Linked DNA regions of Sus scrofa: regions 2, 3, 4 and 5 are each linked to region 1. The links are chromatin contacts, called in public Hi-C and HiChIP or PLAC-seq maps. All regions are on one chromosome and are shown on one strand. The core of a region is the stretch at or near the end of the contact, and the rest is flanking DNA. Distances in the headings are between cores, read along the strand shown.

Region 1 (2,816 bases), core at 150-2,649:
TCTTGTTTTCTTCATAGAGGAAGGCTCTTCCTCCAACATTTTCACATCTGGGCCAATGCTGGGGAGACAGCTTCCACCCCACATGCTTACCATCCAAAAGGAAGAGACGCACCTAATCTGATCAATAAGCTGACATTCACAGGGCATGGCTCACCGGTGGGCAAAGTCTGGGTGAGAGTTCATGGCACCTTGGCAGAGTTAAGCTGGCTAAGCCTGGCCCACTCTAGCAATCTATAATTCTGTCTCTGCTCCACCTCCTCTACCTGTGACTGGGTGTCACTCAGATCAGCCCTGTGGGATAGACCTGGCTGAATTCAGTAGCAAAGGAGGGAAGAGAAGGCTGCCCTTTGGCCTGGATTTAGGATGTTACTGAGCCCTTGCCCAGCCCAAGACCAAAGGGACACTTTGATCCCCATCTGGGTCTCAGTTTCTTGAACCTTTTCTCCTCTGACAGGTGCAAGAGAAGCAAAACTATATCATCTTAGGTTTTCAGCTGGAGTTCTTCATGACAACAACAAAAAATAAAGCATGCAACTCGCATCAGTCAGGAGAAATCTAAATGAAGAGGAACTTTTTTTTTTTTTCTTGCTTTTCAGGGCCACATTCACGGCATATGGAGGTTCCTAGGCTAGGGGTCTAATCAGAGCTACAGCTGCCGGCCTTCACCACACTCAGAGCAACACCAGATCCTTAACCCACTGAGAGAGGCCAGGGATCGAACCTGCAACCTCATGGTTCCTAGTTGGATTCATTTCCACTGCGCCACGACAGGAACTCCAAAATGAAGAGGAACTCAAAGCAGTGGCTTAGAACCCTAGCTTATATAGCAACTTCGACCAAAAAAAAAAAAAAAAAGAAAAAAGAAAAAAGAAAAATCTCTAGGGAAATGGTAGGACAAAGGAAAGCAGTTTTAGCCTTCCAAGAGCGGCAGACAGTTGGAAGGTAACTATATGGGAGGACATTAAAGGAGTGAGGTTTGTTCGCAGATCCCTCTGATGTCTCTGGGCCACTAAAAGCCTATTGCCAGCAGGAGAATTCATACCCTCTCTTTAAGCAGCAAAGAGGGAGCTTTTCCGACATCTGCGGCTTCTCAATTGCTTTCAGCTCAAAATAAATTTTTCTGTCAGGGAGACATATTTTGGAGTGACATTCCAGTTTCCGTCACAAGAAAGGAGGGCAGCAAAGAAAAGGATAAAGGCTTTACGCCCCCCAAATTAGAAAAGTAGGACAGATATCCTTTTGGGAAATACATTTCGCTTTACGCAAAATTCACTTTCTTTTTACTTGGTTTTTCATTTTGTTGCAATGATGACAATTTCCTAATTATCACTAGCTGACGAAGCGACATTTGAGGAACATTTGAGGAGGAAGTACATTGTGCTCCAAAATTCTGCACTACTAAGACCATTGCTTCTGCTTCCACCAGCCCTCTCAGAATCTCAGGAAATGAAAGTAATAAAAGATAGGCGTGGAAACCAGGATTTAGTGCCTTACAGAATGTGCTGGACAGGTAAGTATTTGACAAGTGAAGAAATAAGGTCTTTTCTCCTGCGCCAGGGTGATCTAGGACCTCATCTGATTTATCTAAATAAATCATCTGTTTATCTAAATCCAGAGTTGGCTTGGACGAGGACACTCTTACGTGGATGGGAAAAAGAAGAACCAGGAGTGACACCGTCCTGGGGCACACTGCACCCAAAATGATTTCACAATAGGTAGCGAGTTTATTTTTACTTCATGCGGCTGCCCGCAAATTCAGGTTTCTCTGGTTCAGCTCTTTTGTGCTAGCATTTGTTCATTAAAGTGAAATGATCGTCTCTTCATCATTGTATACACGCCAGGACTAAAGGGAAAAGTTACATGAAACGGCCTACATTTCATGAAGTTCTCCAGGTATCTGAGTTCATGAGCACGCACTTATTTCTCTGAGAATCATTAGCTCATTCTCTCCACTGTGTTCCCCTGCAGAGAGGGGGAAAAAGAACTCGGTGTCCCCACCCCCACATAAAAAGTCATTCTCTCTTGGCAAGCAACTTTTTTTTTTTTTTTTTCAGCTGACATGTCCTAGATTGTTCTAAAAAGAGCAAATATAAGAAGAGATGATTCAAAGACTCCCTGGGAACTGCCACCGTCAGCTCTTAATTACAAATGCAGGGCTAGGCGAAACATCTGGATTCTGAGTCATTCCATTTCTCCAGAAAGGAAGATGTCGGCATTAGCCCTCTTGTTGCACAAACCTGTGATCTGGAAGCAGGCTCCTGAGCGGGTCCACAGTGCGCTAGGTCTTGAGACTGCAACTCACCCCCACCCACTCGCACCTACATGCAGCACATTTTGAAGGCATCTTAACCGACTACCTGCAACTGAGAACATTTAAGTCTATTTTTTTAAAAAATGACTATGGAGTTCCCGTTGTGGCACAGAGGAAATGAATCTGACTAGGAACCATGAGGTTTCGGGTTCGATCCCTGGCCACATGCAGTGGGTCACGGATCTGGCGTTGCCATGAGCTGTGGTGTAGGTCACAGATGCAGCTCGGATCCCGTGTTGCTGTGTCTGTGGCGTAGGCCGGCAGCTGCAGCTCCAATTCAATCTCTAGCCTGGGCACTTCCATATGCCATGGGTGCGGCCCTAAAAAGCAAAAAAACAAAAAATAAAAATGACTGCAAAAGCAACATATGCGTGTCTGTGTCTGTGTGTTCTAAGGGAAGAAGGAAATAAATAACCTTAAAAACCTATACAGGTTTCTGACCTTGATTCTCGAATGCCTGGACCAATACAAATTCAGGAATATTGCCTTTTGTGTGAAGAGATCC
Region 2 (2,816 bases), core at 170-2,669, 1.3 Mb before region 1:
GATGGGCTCTGTAGGGCTTTTTGTTCAACAAGCACCTATTTTTTTTCATTATAAAAATTGAAGTTCCTATCGTGGCGCAGTGGAAATGAATCCGACTAGTAACCATGAGGTTGCGGCTTCAAACCCTGGCCTCCTTCGATGGGTGAAGGATCCTGCGTTGCTGTGGCTGTGGTGTGGGCCAGCAGCTGTAGCTCTGATTTGATTCCTAGCCTGGGAACCTCATATGCTGCAATTGCAGCCCTAAAAGGGAAAAGTTAAAAAAAAAAATGCAGGCATTCTCATTGTTGCTCAGTGGGTTGGTTAAGAACCCAACTAGTATCTAATGAGGATGTGGGTTTGATCCCTGGCCTCAGTGGGTTAAGGATCTGATGTTGTCGTGAACTGTGGTGTAAATGTGTGTAGACCACAGACGCAGCTTGGATCTGGTGTTGATGTGGCTGTGGCATAGGCTGGGAGTTGGAACCCCAACTGGACCCCTAGCCTGGGAATTTCTGCACGCTGCAGGTGCAGCCCTAAAAAGAAAAGGAAAAAAAAAAAAATGCAAGTCCGGAGAAATTGAAAGGATAAAGAATTGATAAAATAACCCTGGTGCTAGGCATTGTGCTAGGAATAGAATTTATTTTCTTCCAGATTTGAATATCTATTATAAATATCCATCTAAAATAAATTTTTTGTTGGAAATAAAAAGCATTTTTTTTTCTTTTTAGGGCTGCACCTGTGGCATATGGAAGTTCCCAGGCTAGGGGTCGAATCGGAGCTGCAACTCTCAGTCTACACCACAGCCACGGCAACGCCAGATCCAAGCCATGTCTGCAACCTACATCACGAGTCACGGCATCACTGGATCCTTAACCCACTGAACGAAGCCATGGTTCAAACCTACATCTTCATGGATACTAGTCAGGTTTGTTACTGCTGAGCCACAACAGGAAATCCATAAAAAGCGTACTTTTTATTGGAAATAAAAAGCATCCCTTTCAAACATGTGAGAGAACCCTGGCTAAGAGGTGCCAGGATTGCCACTATTTTGTTATGTGACCTATTCCCCAGATAAGGTATCTGCCAATCTGTGTCTGTGATGAAAGGGAAGGAGGCACCGCAGCGGAGATACAAGAAGAATCCTTTGGAGCCCTTGAATAACAGGGTTTTAGGGACCCTTGTTTTCCGCAGATGAATTTCCCATCTCCTACCTGCTACTAAATGGTTGCTTCTTAGGATCTTTAAAGAAGAAGCTTCATCAAGAAAAAGTAGGTCTGTGGTTCCGGGTTGCCTGTTCTATTTACAGCTTGCTTAAGGGCTCTGGCAGCCTTCAGATGAGCCAGGCCAGAGAGGTTTCCTTGAGGGCTTGCCCAGTTATCTCAACCACGTGGGTGGTGGCACTTCCCCCTTAAAGGTCCTGGCCCAGCTAGGACAGACTCATAATCAGCTCTGATTCAGCGGCGGACGGATCAGTCCTTACAGATAAGGCTTTGCTTCTGCAGGTAGACAAGGACTTGAAGCATTCCCTAGCATCATGGGGGACAGAAGCCCCTTCGAAACAGATATGCTCACCCTGACCCGCTATGTTATGGAAAAGGGCCGGCAGGCCAAAGGCACCGGGGAGCTCACGCAGCTGCTCAACTCCATGCTGACGGCCATCAAAGCCATCTCCTCTGCCGTGCGCAAGGCCGGCCTGGCCAACCTGTGAGTCCCATCCAGGCCGGGGGTGGGGGTGGGGTGGGGGCAGGGCTGCAGGTGTTGGGGCTGGATACCCTCAGGTCAAAAGCTATTAGCCTGTGTGCCCTGGCGGGGGGTGGAGGGGTGGGGTGTTGGAGCGAGTTGCCTTGAAAGATTCTTCCAGGGGTGCGTTGATAAAAGGGACTTTGCCTTGTGTCACGGAAGGAACAGGAGTTCCGTTGTGGCTCAGAGGGAACAAATCCAACTAGTATCCATGAGGATGTGGGTTCGATCCCTGGCCTCGCGCAGTGGATTAAGGATGCGGCATTGCTGTGGCTGTGGTGGAGGCCGGCAGCTACAACTCCGATTTGACCCCGAATGTGGGAACTTCCATATGCCAAAGGTGCAGCCCTAAAAAGAAAAAAAAAAAAAAAAAGAAGAAGAACAAAATACTTGGAGACACGCTATGGAGAAAAATATATATGATTTTTCCAGCTGCCACGTATTGTAATGATAACAAGCTCAGGGCCTTGTTCCACTAAAACCTACCCTGAGTTATGGGGACTTGCGTTTGCATTCTCCCTGGCACAAAGCGACTGCCAGGAGACTTGAGATGGCTCTTTAATGCCTTTGCAGATATGAGCCCTTTATTGTCTTGCCCTTTGCCTACAGTCGTTGGCAGCTAGAAATCATTTACCAAATGACTCCCTGCAACCCAAGCTCCTTCTCCCTTCTTACCATCAAAAGGAGTCTTTTGCTTTTAAAAACAATTTGTTATTTCTTCTCTGGGACTTAATCTCCTCTCCACTTGGTGTGCGGGAACCTGGGAGGTGCAGGGGGCCAAGGAGGAGGGAACTCAGAGCATTTTGAGCTCTTGGTGCTTTATCCAAACCCAGATCGGCAGCCAAGTTCATGCTACGGCTGCTGATCCTCACAGTCAAGGGTCTAGTTTAAGTCTATGATGAAAAGAAGCAAGTCTTGGAGTTCTTGTCATGGCTCAGTAGAAACGAATCTGACTAGCATCCATGAGCACAGAGGTTTGATCCCTGGCATCGCTCAGTGGGTTAAGGATCCGACGTTGCCGTGAGCTGCAGTGTAGGTCGAAGATGCGGCTTGGATCCCACGTTGCTGTGGCTGTGGTGTAGGCTGGCAGCGGTAGC
Region 3 (2,816 bases), core at 224-2,723, 1.2 Mb before region 1:
CAGGGGACATGAAGCAGACATCATGCCACACCCCAGTTTTGATCTCTTTAGGGAGCACAGGCCCTTGTCCCACCTGGTGGGCAGGAACTGAGTCCTTCATAGACCACTGTTCCATGTCACCACACACTGGTTTCTGTGACAGGCTCTCCAGGGCCTCCAGGCTTACTCCCTCCTCACTGACTGTGCCACAGTGCAGCCCCCTCAGAAAGCAAGGGCCAGGCTTCATGACAGAGGAAAGGGTTCCTGAAAATTCCAAAAGCATGTCTGAAACTGGAGCCTCGTATTGAAAGCACGGCATGCCGGACGTCCCATTGTGGCTCAGCGGAAACCAATCTGACGAGTACCCATGAGGATGCAAGTTCGATCCCCAGCCTTGTTCAGTGGGTAAAGGATCTGGTGTTGCCATGAGTTGTGGTGTAGGTCGCAGATGCAGCTCGAATCTGGCATTGCTGTGGTTGTGGGGTAGGCCATCGGCTACAGCCCCAATTTGACCCCTAGCCTGGGAACCTCCATATGCTGCGGGGGTGCCTCCACCCACCCCCTGAAAAAAAAGACCAAAGGGAAAAAAAACAAAGGAAGCATGGCATTTCCATCAAGCAAACTACAGTTATAACCAAAGCGGCATCTGCCAGGAGAGCCACATCCCCCCTGTTATACTTGAGCTTGGAAGCGGGAAAAGTCCCCGGGGCTTTATTTCTGCATTTTCCCATTGGGGCATTTACCCTTTTGGTACCAATTTCAGAGAGCTATTTGAGTAACCTTTTATAGGCCAGAGGCTTGGAAAGTATTTTCCCCCAGTCCATCTCACCTTTTAACTTCGTTTATGGAATTTATTTGCCAGAACAAACCTTTAAACCTTTATGTTGTCAAATGCATGTGGCAAAATATTGGTGGATTTTCTTTGAAAATGCCTGAGGTTTTCTATCTTGGTTTAATAGGTTTCCCCAAGCGCTCCCAAGTTATTTTAAAAATAAAATCTCTTGCATTTCCATTCAAGACATTGCTTGATTTTCTTTCTATTTAAAAGCTTTAATCTGCCTGCAATTTATTTTGGGGCTACGTAGCAAGAAGGAGTTCAAACTTATTTCTTTCTAGGCAAATGGCCAGGTGTGCCAGATCATTTATTAAATAAACATTTTCCCCATTAAATTTAAATCACATCTCTGTTTTCTATTAACTTTCTGTAGGTGTTCTGATTTACTTCTACACTCACTAATCTATTCCACTTATTTATTGATTTATTGATGACAGCGCTTTTATAATATGTTTCTTTTATTCTTCTACTAACCTTTGCAGAGAAAACCCCTATCTCCTCAATCCTAATCAGACACTAACTGGAACTGTATTAGGTTTATGTAACTTTGGAAAATGAAACACTTTGTAAGATCTGGCCAGCCAAGACCACCGTCTCCTTCCACGTGGTCATCTAATATTTTATGCTTGTCACTGAAGTTTGCGGGTGACTCTTTTTCCACGTTTCCTCATTTCCCAAATATTTCACCATAAGTCACGTCTGAATTGCTTGCGTAATTTCTAAATGTCTCCTTGTTTCTCTCCTCCTCCTTCCTCACCCCAGAGCAATGCGATAAGAACACGGCCAGGCAGACACTTTGTATTGGGTCCCCTGAGAACCCAAGCAAACCAAGAGGGCCACATAAGGAGACCTGAGTCCTGAGTCACTGGACAGTCCGGGTGAGGTTTGAGTCCACCTTCTCCAGGTTTACTCACCGAAACAATCTGGCTCCGGATTTCTTGCAGGTGATTTCGAAGTACCTTCATGTCCTTAGACCCGGAAGCCCCGGCATCCAGAACAAACAGCTTATTTGAAATGTGAAGATCGTTTCCGAACCTAAGGGAAGAGCGGGGGTGGGAGGGTGGGGATGCTCATCAGAAAGGCTGGTGGGAATGCAGGGCCGATCTGGTGACCTTGCAGAGACACCCCCATCTGCGATTTGCTGGACTCTCATGTCACCCTGATGTGGAGGCCTGGGAACACTGCCTGGCTTTGATGGTGCAGACAGGTGCCCTGGGCTCCACAAAAGGGTGGGAACACAGCTAGCAAAGATCAGCTCCCCTCAATGAGAGAAAGGGGAGGCCTAATGTACCCACTTTACAAGTCAGGAGAAAAGGAGTTCCCGTCGTGGCTCAGTGGAAATCTGACTAGCATCTATAAGGACGCAGGTTCGATCCCTGGCCTTGCTCAGTGGGTTATGGATCTGGCATTGCTGTGGCTGGGATATAGGCTGGCGGTGGCTACAGCTGATTTGACCTTTTGCCTGGGAACCTCCATATGCTGCAGATGCGGCCCTAAAAAGACAAAAAGGAAAAAAAAAAAGCCCAGGTCAGAAGAAGATACGCTGCCACAAGTTGGTGGAGTGAGACCAGACGGATGGGTGTGAAATTCATACCTTAGATCTAAAATACCCGTACATGTAAACCAGTACATTTAGAATGGATAAGCAATGAAGTCCTTCTGTACAGCACAGGAAACCATATCTAGTCCCATGGGATAGAACATGATAAAGATAGTATGAGAAAAAGAAAGTATAGGAGGTCCTTTGGTGGCGCAGTGGAAACGAATCCGATTAGAATCCATGAGGATGCAGGTTCAATCCCTGGCCTCTCTCAGTGTGTCAGGGATCTGGCGTTCCCGTGAGCTGTGGTGTAGGTTGCAGACGTGGCTTGAATCTGGCGTTGCTGTGGCTATGGCATAGGCCAGTGGCAACAGCTCTGATTCAACCCCTAGCCTGGGAACTTCCATATGCTGCGGGTGCAGCCTGAAAAAGACAGACACCCAAAAAAGATAAATACGTGAG
Region 4 (2,816 bases), core at 100-2,599, 1.2 Mb before region 1:
GCTCCTCCCTTCCCGCCCCCATCAAGACTACTGGCCTGGGCTGGGACAGACTCACTCATCCTTCACCTTGCCCTTGGGAAGACAGGCCAGGAAACTGCTCTCTCCATCAAGATGGACAGAATCCACCATGATCTTGAAAGGCAAAATATACTTCTCCCATCTGAGGAAATCTCACCTCGTCCTTGAGGCTGACCCCTTCCTGTGCTCACGAAAAACCTTGAAGAATCTGAACACAACCCAGTTTGACAGACTCAAACTGGGACTCAAGTTTCTGAAATTTCTCCCTGCCGGGTGGGCGGTGCGTTCTCACTTTTCACCACTAGATGTCGCAGCAGGTGCAGGGGTCCGGCCCAGACCAGCAAGGCTCCTTCCAGGAACCTAAGTGTGGGTCCTTTCCAAGGCAGACTACCGTTGTGATGCAGAGAGGGGCACGTAACATCAAGGAAGATGCTGAGCGTGCTCCCAGCTAGCTCTAGAAGCGGGAGAATACTGAGTTCTTCGGAGGGGGAGCACCAAAGTCCACCCCGGTCTAATTTAACAGAAGCTCCAAGCCCCCTACCCCCCGCCCCCGTTCCCCGGGCTGGTCAGGCCTCACTGACTGGGCCAGAGAGCAGTAGCGGTGACACTGCCTGGGGGTTGAGGCTACCGTGGGACCTAAGTCTTGGCTCCTGCCTTGAAACATCCTCTTGTCTCAGATGCCGCTGCCCCCAAAGGCTGGCGGATATGGCTGGGATGTGCTAAGGCCTGGGGGCTTCTTGGGTGCAGGCTGGGAAGGTGGCATGAACCCTGAGAAATCAGAATCCTAGACCAAAAGCAGACCCCCAGGTGGTCGTAAAGGTGCGTTGGTGATAGTGAGAAGCTAGAACACATGGTATTTCCCCCTTAGCTTTAACCATCCTTCTCTCTCTCCCTTCCTCCCTCTTTCGTTCCTTCTTTCTTTTCTCCCTTTCTTTCTCACTTCCCTTTTTTCCTTTTACGGCCGCGCCCCGGGCATATGGAAGTTCCCAGGCTAGGGGGCGAATCGGAGCTACAGCTGCCAGTCTACGCCACAGCCACAGCAATGCCAGATCCCACGAAAACCTGGAGCCTACGCCATAGCTCACAGGAACGCCAGATCCTCAACCCACTGAACAGGGCCAGGGATCAAACCCGCATCCTCCTGGATACTAGTCAGGTTTGTAACCCGCTGAGCCACAATAGGAACTCCCGGGTATTGGTTTAAATGTCACCATCAGAGAGGCATCCCCTGACCAAGTCAGTGGAAAGCAGCTGCCCCCCTCCCCATCTCTCTGCTTGCTCCCATTTCACCCTGTTTGAATCTCCTGTACGTCCACCAGGGGGCAGCAAACCTTTCTGTAAAGGGCCAGGCGGTCTCTGCTGTGACTGCCATGTATGTAGCTAGAAACTAGCCACCAACCCGAATAAATAGAGGGGGGTAACTGTGCTATGATAAAACTTTACAAAACAGGTGACGGGCCAGCTTTGGTTCCATGGCACTGCCACTCATTGACTTACCCTGATACTGTGACTACCTTTTTAAATGAGTTATCATTTGGTAACTGCATGGCTTTTTGAAGCCCTGGTGAATCTCGATTTCTAGTTTCCTTTCTTTCAGCACCTTTTGCCTCCTGGCAATTTAGCTTTCACTTTCTCATCTGCAGAGACGACCAACTATCAGCAGACTGATGGGAGAAGGAGCTCTGATCTGGGAAAGCCAGATAAGAGCGTGGAGAGTGACGTGGCTTTTCACACGTGGCAGGATGCAATTAGACCCAGCAGGAGGGGAGCAGCAACGGTTCATTATGCAAATGCAGTTTACTTGGGGTGAATTTTTAAATTCTGGGCAAACTCCCAACTTTGACCTCTTTTTCGAAATACTCCTGGGCATCTTTCTTCACTAATCTCAGGCTGAGGAAAAGCAACTCCTTTTAATATCAGTTTATAGGAAAGCTGATTAGAAGGACAATCAAACAAAATAAAAATAAGCCAACCCCCCAAACCCCTTAAAACCAGTATGTTAAAATCAGATAAGAATGGAACTTGGAGTTCCCATTGTTGGCTCAGTGGTTAACGAATCTGACTAGCATCCATGAGGACGCAGGTTTGATCCCTGGCCTTGTTCAATGGGTTAAGGATCCAGCATTGCCATGAGCTGTGGTGTAGGTCACAGACGCAGCTCAGATCCTACATTGCTGTGGTTGTGATGTAGGCCGGCAGCTACAGTTCTGATTTGACCCCTAGCCTGGGAACCTCCATATGCCTCGGGTGCGGCTCTAGAAAAGACAAAGGAAAGAGACAAAACAAACAAACAAACAAAAACAATAAACCTGGAGTTCCTGTCATGGCTCAGCAGTAACGAACCCGACTAGTACCCATGAGGATGTGGGTTTGATCCCTGGCCTCACTCAGTGGGTTAAGGATTTGGCTTTTCTGTGAGCTGTGATGTAGATTGCAGACAAGGCTTGGATCCCGAGTTGCTGTGGCTGTGGCGTAGGCCAGCAGCTGCAGCTCTGATTTGACCCCTAGCCTGGAAATGCAGCGAGTATGGCCCTAAAAATATATAAGAAAATAATAATGATGATAATAAGCCTCTCTGCTGGCTTTCTCTGCAGACAGAGCCTCCTCCTCAAGGCAACTGCCCACAAGGCCTCTGTGATGCATCCTCCACCTCATTTAACACATAGGGAGGAGGTCCTGCCGTGATCATGCTCAAGAACCAGATTCCAGGACTGGGCGTGCCCACATCCCAAGCCATTCTTCATTTCAGGTTGATTTTTTTTTAGGAAAAGAAAAAAAAAAAAAAAAAAAAAAAAAAA
Region 5 (2,816 bases), core at 126-2,625, 1.0 Mb before region 1:
CTGCAGTCAAATTCCCAATGTTGAATTTAAATTTGGGTGTGGAATCTGGCTTTTCTGCTAAAGTTAGACCAGGGCACTACCTACCCTGTCAAATCCCTGGTGAAAGGGAAACCCATCCAGCCCTTGGAGGCCCCCAATGAAATCCTTCTTTGTTCACCTGGAACTGAAAGGCTTCACATTCAGAATCACAGCTCCCTCCCACAGCACTGGAAGTATGCTCTGAATCCAGATAGCCATATTAGACTCTCAATCAGGGATTTGTTAAAAATTTAACGTTGCGAATGAAACCAGAGCAACCACTGAGACCAACCACGTAATTAAATTCATGGTTCAAGGAAGTTTCAAAATCCAATTCAACATCTGACAAGTCTCCATGTGTGACCTACCTATACTTGTGCATATCACTCTTGAAAACTCAGAAAAAGGGCAAGTCTTAAGCTTTTAAAAATAAGCCTATTAATCAGTTTGTACTTCGTCTAAATCACACATAAGAGCGAACTCCAGCCGCAATTATATCTCAGCTTCTGCCTTATTCTGGCAGAAGGACCACGGCTGACAAGAGTTACTGCAGACAATTAAATCTCTTGTCCAGGAGTCTTGATCCATACACCCTGTGTCATAATCTAACACTGAAATCGCCCCTCCACCCCCCAGCCCCCAGGATTAGGTCGTTTATTTCTGGTCCCTGGTCGTCACTGGGTTAGTAACTCTTTTCTCTATAATTTGCGTGTCTCCTGGAAGGGCAAGGGAGACGCCTGATTTCAAACTGCATTTGTTTACCGCCCACTGCTTGCAATAACATGCATTCGCACAACCCAGAAGCGTGCGCTTCCGGCACCCCCAGTACCTGCCAAGTTCCTCGCCGGTGTCGTAGTAATCGTCCACGTTTTCCTGCCTGAACACCGTCATGATAAACTGTCACGCCTCACCAAAGCCCAGCGCACTTCAGCTCCGCTTCCCAAACCATCACCACCGCTCCTGCTCCTGCGCCTCCGTGGGCCCCTCATGCATGAGAGTCCCGTCCTTTAAAAAAAAAAAAAAAGGTAATAAGAATAACAAAATGACAACTCCCAAAGGAAGTACCTCTCCCCAGGGCTAAGACCCACTTGCTGAAGACCACCTCTCCGGAGCTGCCCCTCCCCTCCGGGTGGAGAGGAGCACTCTTTGTTAAACCCAAGCCAGGGACGCCCCCAGCCCCGCATCGCCCGCGCACGCGTGGGGCCGAGCACAACCGCACCCCAAGGTCCGCTTCCCCGAAAGCAAGGCGCTGGGCTAGGATCAAAATCGGCTCCGGAAGTGGCTGGCCTCCCCGCCTCCTCTTTCTCTGCACACACACGCCCACCCAGCTCCCCACCTCCAGGGGCGCCGCGGAAGAATGAAGCCCTCACCCGGGCGGAACACTGCTCGCTGGAAGCATCCCTCTCCTGCCTGCAGCGGCGGTGCAGCCCCCGCGCCACCTCTCGGCTCCCGCACCTCCCCGGCCACCTTCTCTCCTCCCTCGAGTCACGCAGTCCCCAGAGGCACATTCCTGGCGACTCCCGCTCCGTTACCCGGCCGACCCGGCTTGCGGCCGCCCGGGGGAGCAAGGGAGGGAAGGGAGCGGCCGAGGGAGGCGCGGCCGCCCGCTCCCGGTCCCCGCGCCTCGACACAAAGCGCCCGGCCCGCGCCACCTGTTTCCACCCGCCCCACGAGGCCGGGGGCCCCTCCCGACTGTGATCCCACTTCTCCCCGCAGTCAAGTTTACCCCGCCTCGGCCTTCCCGGTGGTCCAGGCGGCTGCCGGGGCAAACCCCGCCGCGCCGCGGCCGCGAAAGCAAAAGCAGGCGGCGGGGCCCGGGAGGAGCCGGAGAGCCGCGCGCGGCCACTCACCCGGGCGCCCGGGAGCTGCCCGGGTCCCTCCGGAGCGCTGTCCGAGGCCAACGGTAGGCGCCAGCGCCGGGAGCGAGCGGGGCGGCGGCGGGAGCGCAGGGAGGCAGCAAGTGAGGACGCTGATCCCGCGCGCGTCCGCCCGGCGTCGGCTCGGCTGAGCTCTCCCGCTCCAGCTGCAGAGCAGCCCTCGGCTCCTCGCCGCCTTCCGGGCGGAGGGCGGCCGGCAGGCGGCCAATGGGGGACCCCGCGGGCGGGCTGGCGACACGGCCCACCCACCTCCGAGCTGCCCGGCCCGGCCGTTGCTGCGGGTGCTGTGCTGCGCTGGCTGCTCCTCCCCGCTCGGGGCTCGCTGGCGCGCTCTACCGCGCACACCCCCGCACACACCCACTCACCCCGCACCCGCGTGGGGAGCGCAGCCATCGCGGCCGCGCGCACCGTGGGCGCCCCACCTGTGACACGCCGAGACCTGCCTCCTTTGGCGGGATTCCAGGGAAATGTCCTGCAAATGTGTCCTGAGCGCCTAGGGTGGGCCAGGCACTGTGCTCGGCACCAGGAAATCGCAGGGAGCGTAATAGGTTTAAAAAAATCCCTGCCCTCATGACACTTGCATTATGGTGGCGAAGCCAGACAATAAATATGTAAGCAAATAAACGAGATCACTTTAGATCCATTCTATGGAGACAAAATTGAAGGATAATGAGATAGAGAATGACAGAGCGGGAGTGGGCCACATTAGGTGGCGTTCCCCTCCTGGACAGGGCTTTTGAGCTGGGATTTGAACTATAAGAAGGTATGAGGAGTTCCCGCCTTGGCACAACTGGATCAGCGGCATCTTGGGAAGAACGCAGGTTCGATTCCCCCATAGGCCGGTACAGCGGGTTAAGGATCCAGTGTTGCAGCGGCTGCAGTTAAGGCCACGTCTATGGCTCGGATCTGACTCCTGGCCTG

The links. Hi-C and Micro-C count contacts between places; a contact is called where the count stands out from the background. HiChIP or PLAC-seq counts read pairs in DNA pulled down with a chosen protein or histone mark.
Region 2: a Hi-C map of retroperitoneal adipose tissue shows a contact between it and region 1, with 3 times the contacts expected there. The contact joins the promoter of FBP2 here to the enhancer-like site in region 1. A contact is called at or near these places in 13 of 47 Hi-C or Micro-C datasets (alveolar macrophages, embryonic fibroblasts, epiblast stem cells and 8 more) and 1 of 2 datasets of contacts at active chromatin or transcription factors (alveolar macrophages).
Region 3: a contact with region 1 is called in an H3K27ac HiChIP or PLAC-seq map of alveolar macrophages. The contact joins two enhancer-like sites. A contact is called at or near these places in 2 of 47 Hi-C or Micro-C datasets (fibroblasts and mesenchymal stem cells) and 1 of 2 datasets of contacts at active chromatin or transcription factors (alveolar macrophages).
Region 4: an H3K27ac HiChIP or PLAC-seq map of alveolar macrophages shows a contact between it and region 1. The contact joins two enhancer-like sites. A contact is called at or near these places in 22 of 47 Hi-C or Micro-C datasets (adipose tissue, alveolar macrophages, blood and 14 more) and 1 of 2 datasets of contacts at active chromatin or transcription factors (alveolar macrophages).
Region 5: a contact with region 1 is called in an H3K27ac HiChIP or PLAC-seq map of alveolar macrophages. The contact joins the promoter of LOC106507907 here to the enhancer-like site in region 1. A contact is called at or near these places in 8 of 47 Hi-C or Micro-C datasets (embryonic fibroblasts, epiblast stem cells, heart right ventricle and 3 more) and 2 of 2 datasets of contacts at active chromatin or transcription factors (alveolar macrophages and skeletal muscle).

The regions. Positions count from the first base shown.
Region 1 is chr10:28,978,277-28,981,092 of Sscrofa11.1, forward strand. No RefSeq gene overlaps it. Among named protein-coding and RNA genes, the nearest start is that of ZCCHC6, 16 kb to the right of the region's middle. Within about 2 kb of position 1,400, at least 11 of the 83 cell types and tissues checked have an H3K27ac peak or open chromatin away from gene starts, as enhancers often do. A contact at or near this core is called in adipose tissue, alveolar macrophages, liver and 2 more, where this site is marked.
Region 2 is chr10:27,630,414-27,633,229 of Sscrofa11.1, forward strand. FBP2 (fructose-bisphosphatase 2) reads left to right here and starts at 1,420. Exons shown (of 7, transcript NM_001167632.2): 1 at 1,420-1,683. The coding sequence starts at 1,625.
Region 3 is chr10:27,733,323-27,736,138 of Sscrofa11.1, forward strand. It overlaps DAPK1 (death-associated protein kinase 1), which reads right to left. Exons shown (of 26, transcript XM_021064621.1): 24 at 1,729-1,849. Among named protein-coding and RNA genes, the nearest start is that of CTSL, 60 kb to the left of the region's middle. Within about 2 kb of position 1,474, at least 5 of the 83 cell types and tissues checked have an H3K27ac peak or open chromatin away from gene starts, as enhancers often do. A contact at or near this core is called in alveolar macrophages, where this site is marked.
Region 4 is chr10:27,757,507-27,760,322 of Sscrofa11.1, forward strand. The region is part of intron 19 of DAPK1 (death-associated protein kinase 1); the gene reads right to left. Among named protein-coding and RNA genes, the nearest start is that of CTSL, 84 kb to the left of the region's middle. Within about 2 kb of position 1,350, at least 15 of the 83 cell types and tissues checked have an H3K27ac peak or open chromatin away from gene starts, as enhancers often do. A contact at or near this core is called in adipose tissue, alveolar macrophages and liver, where this site is marked.
Region 5 is chr10:27,952,284-27,955,099 of Sscrofa11.1, forward strand. LOC106507907 (basic proline-rich protein-like) reads left to right here and starts at 1,376. Exons shown (of 2, transcript XM_021064271.1): 1 at 1,376-1,921. The coding sequence starts at 1,376. DAPK1 (death-associated protein kinase 1) reads right to left here and starts at 2,425. Exons shown (of 26, transcript XM_021064621.1): 1 at 2,318-2,425; 2 at 848-1,023. The coding sequence starts at 909.